3 separate regions of the Mus musculus genome follow, and all the other regions are linked to region 2. A link is a contact called in public HiChIP or PLAC-seq data. All regions are on one chromosome and are shown on one strand. Each heading gives the region's core, a stretch centred on a gene start, on an enhancer-like site or on the middle of the called end of the contact. The rest is flanking DNA. Distances are from core to core; before and after follow the strand shown. Region 1 holds the start of Ptgr1 (prostaglandin reductase 1). Region 2 has its middle 14 kb from the start of Susd1. Region 3 has its middle 27 kb from the start of Inip.

What was found. HiChIP or PLAC-seq counts read pairs in DNA pulled down with a chosen protein or histone mark.
Region 1: a contact with region 2 is called in an H3K27ac HiChIP or PLAC-seq map of embryonic stem cells, with 5 read pairs. The contact joins the promoter of Ptgr1 here to the enhancer-like site in region 2. A contact is called at or near these places in 4 of 39 promoter capture datasets (the C10 cell line, hematopoietic stem and progenitor cells, liver and 1 more) and 2 of 115 datasets of contacts at active chromatin or transcription factors (embryonic stem cells and large pre-B cells).
Region 3: a contact with region 2 is called in a CTCF HiChIP or PLAC-seq map of the NIH/3T3 cell line, with 5 read pairs. The contact joins two enhancer-like sites.

Annotation. Positions count from the first base shown.
Region 1 is chr4:58,985,633-58,988,332 of GRCm38.p6, reverse strand. It overlaps Ptgr1 (prostaglandin reductase 1), which reads left to right and starts at 1,255. Exons shown (of 10, transcript NM_025968.3): 1 at 1,255-1,295.
Region 2 is chr4:59,451,403-59,454,102 of GRCm38.p6, reverse strand. No RefSeq gene overlaps it. Among named protein-coding and RNA genes, the nearest start is that of Susd1, 14 kb to the right of the region's middle. Within about 2 kb of position 1,447, at least 65 of the 459 cell types and tissues checked have an H3K27ac peak or open chromatin away from gene starts, as enhancers often do. A contact at or near this core is called in the NIH/3T3 cell line, embryonic stem cells, hematopoietic stem and progenitor cells and 1 more, where this site is marked.
Region 3 is chr4:59,755,428-59,758,127 of GRCm38.p6, reverse strand. It overlaps a transcript of E130308A19Rik not described here. Among named protein-coding and RNA genes, the nearest start is that of Inip, 27 kb to the left of the region's middle. Within about 2 kb of position 1,342, at least 54 of the 459 cell types and tissues checked have an H3K27ac peak or open chromatin away from gene starts, as enhancers often do. A contact at or near this core is called in the NIH/3T3 cell line, where this site is marked.

The DNA of each region.
Region 1 (2,700 bases), core at 6-2,505, 470 kb after region 2:
TAAAAACCAGAAAAGTCCTTTCTATGTATTCCTGAATGACCAGAGCAAAGGAATGAAAAGCAGTCAGTGACAGTAAAAACCGTGGATTCAAAGAAGACGAAAAGAAGACGGAGACTAAAGAAGGGGTGATGGCGACTAAAGAGTTAAAACATTTTTGCACTATGGCATGGCTTAGGAAGTTAGCCTGAGTCTTGGTGACCCATCAATGAACAAGTCGCTGAGATCTGGCACCCATTCTCCCACAGGCTGGTCCTAAGGTGAGACACAAAGATGGAAAATAAGAGGGACAGGAAGGGAGAGAAGCTGATCGCTCAAAAACCTGGGTAGGTTCCCTATGGGGATCAGAAACTCCAAGATAAAAGGTCAAGGTCGCCTAAGGAGAAGGTGGTGGTGGTGGGGGGGGGGGGGGTTCTGAGCCCATCACCTCAAGCAAGATTGTTCAACGAATGTTTGTGACTTAAGAGTTTTTTTGTTTTTTTGTTTTTGTTTTTTTTTTTTAATGAACTGGGTGCTCTCTCTGCCGTGAGCCTGAGCAACGGTCCTCAGGAAGCCTCCCTAACGTTTCCTTTACAGAAGGGCGGTCTTTAGGACAGAGTAAACCAGCTTGCACCCCACCCCCTTCCATAGTTAAGCTTAGGTGCAAATTATATTCTTTGAGCGCTGTGACTTAGGCATTGCCCGGGAGCATAGATTTCTAAATGTTCTGCTTACATCCTTACATCGAAAGCAAGTGTTTTCCCTCACCATTAATAAACTAGCTGTCTTTGGGACTTAACCTGAACGGGATTCTTGATCTGGGGACACCAGGCTGCTGGAAGCAAGCAATGCAGACTCCATCTCCCCACTGCCACAACTACATTTTATTTCACCTTATTCTTTACGAAATATATTTTTAGATGCCATGACTGCACACCTTCTTTGTTAAGGTTTCAGAGAACCTAGCACCGGCCTCACGACAGGAAGTAGTCAGCAGCAGCAGCTGGCTTAACTAATGCTGGCCAGAGGTGGTAGGATTTTTCCTGAATTAACTGTGTAGTAGTTTCTTGTTTTCTTTGCTTCTGATGCAAACATAAATTGTGAACTTAAGCAAAAAAGAAAAAAAATATTTAAACACACACACACACCCCTCCCAATGTCCCTTCCCTGCTGTGTGTGGGCAGAAGCTCCAAAGCTTCCAGAAGTTGCCCCTCCCTGGAGAAGCCCCGCCCTCACCGACCGCCCAGTATAAGTCAAGTCCTGGGCGCTTTGCGAAGCATTCAGAGCGGTCTCCCGGGAAGGAGTTTCTGTGAGCTTGTGTAAGTAGACTCTACACTACTCTATTTGAGCCCTCTCTTTTCTCTCTTCCCTCCTCCAACCCCTTCTTTCTCCCCGCCGAGCATCTAGAGCCTGGTTGAGCAAGTGAGCACGGCAGGCACCCCCAATCCACCCCACCGGTACTCGGCGACTCCTGGGTTCTGCACTTAGGAAGTTAGGGAGGCCGGGGTCGTCTCGCGGTCCTGCACGCCCTTGAAGAGATTGAGACCCGCACTAGGAATAGGGCAAAGTCTGGCTGCCTGTTCCGTTGTGGGTGCATGGAGCGCGACTGCCAGCACCCAGGAAGGCCTGGGCAACAGAGTTTGCAGGATTGCCAAACTGATTCAAAAGAGAAGACAGGGGTGGGGATTTGCGCATGCGCAGTGAAAGCTACACTTGCAAGTCAGGCCATGTACGGAGAGGACCCTTTGCAAGGGGGACCTACTAGACCTGTGGCGACTTCAGAAGGACCAGGCGCTGCCTTTTTGGAAAAAGAGACGGAATTATGTATTCTTAAAACACAAGGGAAACCCGCCTGTGAAATAGATGTCTCCGCGTGTGAAAGTGCTTATCACACAAGTCCCATGACTTGAGTTCGATCCCTGAAACCACGGGTGGAAGGCGGGAACCCACTCCTGAAGTCGCTTTAGGCTCTCGGTGACACGCAAGCGCCCTCACCCACACACCTGCATCATGTACACACGAACTAGTAATAACAGTAAACTAGATTAAACCTGAGCGAGCATGCCTGTTATATCTTGGCATGTAGAAGCAAGAGGATGGAAGGTTCCAAGATAGCTTCTGCTATAGTGAGTTCAAGGCCAGCCTTGGCTACACAGACGGGCGCTGTAATCAGAAAAACAAGTTGAGCTGGGCAGTGGTGGCACATCCTTTAGTCCCAGCACTTGGGAGGCAGAGGCAGGCGGATTTCTGAGTTCGAGGCCAGCTTGGTCTACAGAGTGAATTCCAGGACAGCCAAGGCTATACAGAAAAACTCTGTCTCAGAAAAACTAAACCAAACCAAAACAAAAATCTAAGAAAAAGAAAAACAAGTTGAACTCATGAATATGGGGTGAAATGATAGTTATTAGAGGCTGAAAAGGGCTAAAAGTATTTGTGAAAGGGTACAGAAACATGAGTGTGGCTCTTTAAACAATAATGATATATAATAATAATAATAATAGTTCAAACCAAGCAGATTATTTCTCATGAAAATAGAAGCTAAAGAAGGCGATGGGTATGTTAGGCACTCTACATTGCAGACACTGTGTCCTATCAAGGTAAGTTTAAATTTGTCAATTAAAAAAAAATCTTACTTTGCAGGGCAGGTGACATGGAGGCTGGAGAGATGACTCAGACGTTAAGATCACTTGTATAGGGTTCGGTTCCGATTACCAGGCCACATAA
Region 2 (2,700 bases), core at 198-2,697:
ACATGGCTGTTGGAGTTCAATATATTTGTGCCCCAGATGGTGACACTGTTTGGGGAGGTGAGATGGGGCCGAGCTGGTGGAAGTTCCTGGAGGCCTGCCTTTGAAGGTTTCAACTATGTCTCTCTTATTGTCTCTGCTCCCTGTTTTCATGAGGTGAGAGCTGTTGCTGTCATGATGTTATGCCTGAGGTCAGGACCAAGCAACTTCGGAGTAGACTTGAAGTTGTGAGAAAAGCAAATCCTGGTTGTGAGTTACTCTGTCAAGTATTTGGTCACAGATTGGCAAAGTTAACTAGCATCATGACACATCCTCACGCCTTTTGCAGTTTATAATCTAATGAAACAGACACCCCTAAGGGCCAACCATGATCGTTGGGCGCTTTGGAAGAGAAATGCAGAAGGAAAATTGAGCAAATTACAGAGAAGCCAGTATGGTATAGGAAGGTATTGAAGGCTTTAGTGAACAATGCTGTGTTTCATATTTACCAGTTGGTATATCCTCATTTGTAGACACCCCCCCACCCATCCACAGTACAACAGTGATAAGTCATCATCAAACATTTGGGACCAGGAGACCATTTGTCTTTTATCCAAGTTATCAAGCTGACCACTCAAGACAGGCTGGAAAGGTCAATGTGTGGGTAATAACACAGTAGTAATTAACTCCAGGCCACCAACAATGCATTGGCATTACAGTAAGGAAAGGAATAAAAGCATCCTACTGAACTCCTAACCAAGAGAGCATCCGGATTTGAACTCTCTGCTTCATGCTCCCTGTGTCTTCCATCCTCTGTCTCTGTGTGGTATGATCTGAATCTCCTACCGGAAGGCTGTTTTATGAATCTGTTTGTCCCTGTGTCTGTCTGTGTGTATCCTTGTGTCTCTGTCTCTTGTTGGACCTGGATGTATCTGTGTGTGGGTGGTGTCTGTCCCTCACAAAGGGCTTCACTTTATATTGATTGGTCATCATAGAAAGCATCTCATGGGGGAAGGAACAGGACAGTTTGCAAATCTTTAACAAAGTTTACAAGGGTATAAATCACTGGTTCCAGTTGATCCCAACTGACCCAGACAACAGTCACTGTTAGCCACTTTTCCATAAAGGGTACTTTCAACCTTTCTGATAGATTTCAGCAAATTGCTTTCAACTTCTGTGTTTGCTGCTGTCAAACAAATGATACACATGCATTATCTGTGTCAGGGGCGTGGAAGAGTGTGTAGTCTAAGAAACCACTCTGCATTGGCTGAGGTTGTAAAAGTTGATGACACGGGAAATCCAAGGTCAGTAAGGTTAGTTATGGCTTTGCTCTCTTAAAGGCAAGTGAAACAGTTTGAGTACACAGTCCGGTGGTAGTCAAGTTTTAAGTGACTCCCGGGTGTACTATTAACTCTGGCTGAGAGATTCAGCAAAGGTTTCGGTTTCTTAGAATGCAAGCGAGATTTCAGAATGTTGCATCATTCCAGGCCAAGACAGACGAGTCACTTCACACAGCTGGTGCTAAGGAATCTCATAGGCTGCTGGTACCTGTGGAGGTTTGAATAGGTGTGGGCCCCACAGATTCTTGTGTTCGAATGCTTGGTCATAAAACTGGCACTATGAGAAGGAGTGGCCTTATTAGACAAAGTATGTCACTGTGAAGGTGGGCTTTGAGGTCATATAGGCTCAAGTTACACCCAGTGTGACAGACACAGTCTCCTTCTGCTACCTGCAGATCAAAGTATAGAACTGTCAGCTCCTTTTCCAGCACCATATTGGCCTGCAGGCTGCCATGCTTCCTACCATGACAACAATGGACTAAACCTCTGAACTGTAAGCCAGCCCCAGTTAAATGTTTTCTTTATAAAAGTTGTCTTGGTCATCTCTTCACAACAATGAAACCCTAACTAAGATACCTTGAGACAACCTCCACAGCCCTTGCAACCTCCCCCGAAAGAAATAAAAAAATAAAAATAAAAACAAAACAAAAGAACAACAATAAAAACAAACACCAGCAAACAGCAAAATCTCATCATGGAATCTGCAGTATGCTAGCCACAGTCACATTTACTTGGAAATGTTCATTGTAATGAGTTATTGGTCTGGTACAAAGCCCTGGCTTCTGCTACATTAACAGTACTGGATCCTCATCTGGATCTAGTCATTGCCTTGTGTCATGAAGATCCTGCAGCTTTGGAGCTGCAGGACTGGACCCTTCACACACTCCAGCAGTTCATAGATGGGGTAGATGTTGGGGTGGGCCAACTCAAAGCCTTGGATCTGGGCCTGGGTGGTAGGTGAATTGGTCAGCCTCCAGCTCTCTCCTCCACCCACATCACCAGGGTGAACACTCTAGCACTGCCCTGGCTAGTTCACCCATTCCCTCAGCCAGCTAGGGGCATGGCCAGCATTCCCATTCTCAAGAATTTGAGGCCCACTCACCCATACTCATACTACTGGGGCCAGCTCTACCCAGGTGAGGTGCAGGGCCCACTCTGCTGAGGGCTACAGCCAGCAAGGTGTGGGACCAGCTCTCCCTCTCTGGCAAGTAAAAGGATCTCAGTTGTACTAGCCTAAGCAAAAATTCTTAACTCATCTTATGAAAAGAGTTTCTCATGGAACACTAGCAAAGAAATATAAGACTTGGGGACAGATTACAGTGTAGGGGATTGGAGCCCCTTGGGGAAATGTCTCCTGTCCTTTTCTCTATGTGCTTTATCACCC
Region 3 (2,700 bases), core at 93-2,592, 300 kb before region 2:
TAATTAATTGAGCGTGGGATTTGGAATCAGGAAGTGATGTTGGTTTACTTTATCCAGCTTACTAGCTCTGTAGGAATTTGGGAAGTTAAAGCAACTTATCTGAGTCTTGGTTGCTTAACAACTACCTGGGAATAATTAGACACACTCTGCAGAGCCATTGTGAAGGTTAAGGGAACTAGGCAGCCCAGGGGTGTCCTTCCCAGTGCTGACCGGTCAGACTTGGGTCTTCATTTGAAAAGTGGGTGGATGCAGTAGTAAGTCGCTCGCTCTATCAGCCTCATTCGATGAGGCTTCGGAGCTATTTTCCCTTTCAGTGGAGAGGAGGAAGCTATGTAGTCAGTATGAGTATTGATGGGGTTACTATGTGCTTACCAACAAATTAGACACTCTTTCTTTGGGGGGTGGGGTGCTCTTAAGCATTTCCATTGCTGCAGTAGCTGAGTCATGAGAAACTTGGGTTAAATGCAGCATGACTGTAATGAGCAACTTGAGGAAAATCTCCAGGACGGTAGGCACAGAGCCAGACATGCTCAGACTACCGTGGGCAACAGTCAAAACGTGGCTTAAGGATATTTCTCATTGGCCTTCTCCTGGCCTCTCAGAGAGGAGGGGTATCTAGTTCCCACCAGTCGGCTTTTCTTTATGTTTTACTTATTTATTTGAGACAAGCACTTGCTGTGTAGCTCGGGCTAGCCTTGAACTTGCAATCCCCCAACTCAGATCCCAAGAGCTGAGGTTCCAGGTGTGCACAACCACAGTTAGTTTAAATGGACTCGCTTATATAGACAAACACAAGGGACATCTTAGGAACAAGGCTGAAGCAATACAATGTTTTTCTTTTGACAAAGAATTCAATTTTTGTTGTGAAGAAGTGAAATTTCTTAAACTGGACACAAAATTGAAATTTTTACTGTGTTCTGTTCACAGCTGTCTGTGAGCAGCACCACAACAGGCTCAGCCTTAGCTTAGACTACAGCAGAGCTTGTCTAGGGCAAATCAGCCAACTTCCTTGAGGTCTTACTAGTTTGCATTTTCCATACATAAAGTAAGCTCGCCCTCACCCCCCTTAAAGAGTAATCAGTGTCTCATAAAAGATGGATACTTGAAAGGATGAGATATAACCATTTTGTTCATTTGAGTGGTAACAATATGGCCACCTTTAGCTTCAACCGACAAAATTAGCAATGTTGTCTAGAGATAACAAATTAACTTTAGAAACTGGAAACCTGGAAATTAGAAAAAAAAAAAAAAGATCTCTCAAGAAGGCATGGTAGCATACTGAGAAATTCTAGACTAGCAGTGTGACTCGTGAACCCTGGAGATGAGCCAGCCGAGAGATAGATACCATAGCAGAGCTGAGGGTGGTGCCAGCAGAAGCTGGCTGCCAAGTGAGCCGTGAATCATCGCCCAGGATCTGTCAGGACATTTCAGTTTCCACATAAATACTATCTTGTTCAGATCTTAATGGTGTGTCTCTGAACATGCCGAAATGCTTTACGCTTTTAATAAGATGAATTAATGCAAAAGGTAATAGAATTTCACATTTTTTTCCCAAACGCCATTTATGGGTCTCAGCTGACAAAGTAGAACAGAATCCAAGGAATGGGGACCATGTCACTTGACCAAAGAGAACATTTCTTTCACAGCTTTGGTTAGATACAGCATCTGTTTTAAAACACAGAAAACAATGGAAAAACTGTGGCCTCTGAAGACCCCTCTGGTCTTCCTTCTCTTGTTTTTGCTTGTGTGAGGTATCAGGCTTGGTTGTGCTGGAGGTAGAATTCACAGGCATGGGTGTGCTCACTGGACCACATTATCAGGTTTGGTTTCCTCTTCAAGTTTACAATGTAAGGAACAGAATCTCAGCAATGGAGGAAATAAGTGAAGCATGTTACTGACATTTTTAATTAGAAAGAAAGAAAACTCATTGCATGCCTAAGATACAGCTGAATGCCAACCTCTTCGTGTCCAGTGGGATCTCCTGCTGATAACCTATTACCTGGCAAACCATTCCCCGGAGAGAGGCCTGGGGCAATAGGGAGGTAGCACCTACAACTGCAATTTATTTATCGTTTATGTGTGTGGGTGTTTTACCTGCATGTATGTTTGTCCTCTATGTTTGTGCCTAGTGCCTGTAGGGGCCAAAAGGGGGTGTCAGATGCAGACTGTGGACTGCCACGTGGGTGTTTAGAGTGGAACCCAAGTCCTCTGAAGAATAGCTCTAGTCCTCTAATTAATGAATGTTAAGTGTTTGGGGGACAGAGTCTCATTCGGTAGCCCAAGATGACTTAAAACTCACTGGGTAGCCTAGGTTGGCCCTCAACTCATAGTAAACCTCCTGCCTCAGTTTCCTGAATGCTGAGACTGCAGGTGTGTGCCACTCTGCCTACCTCCCCTCCTGTTAGAGCAGTACAAAAGGTGTTGAGGAATGATCTCACCCAAGATCTAAGGGTCCTCTCAGAACACAGATGCAGGGCTCAGAGGCAACTTGCATCTAGGTTAACTAGGGAAAGAATGTTTTAGTGCTGGGAATGGACCCCAAGCTCTTGCACCTTCGGCGAGGCAAGCATTCTGCCATTGAGCCGCTGCCCCAGCTCAAACGTAAAGCTCTTGATAACCATGCCAGCTGTGGAGCACAGAAACCCAAAGGTGAGTGGAGACCAGCTGGAGCTTGCTGCATCCCTTCTGTGGCACCGGCAC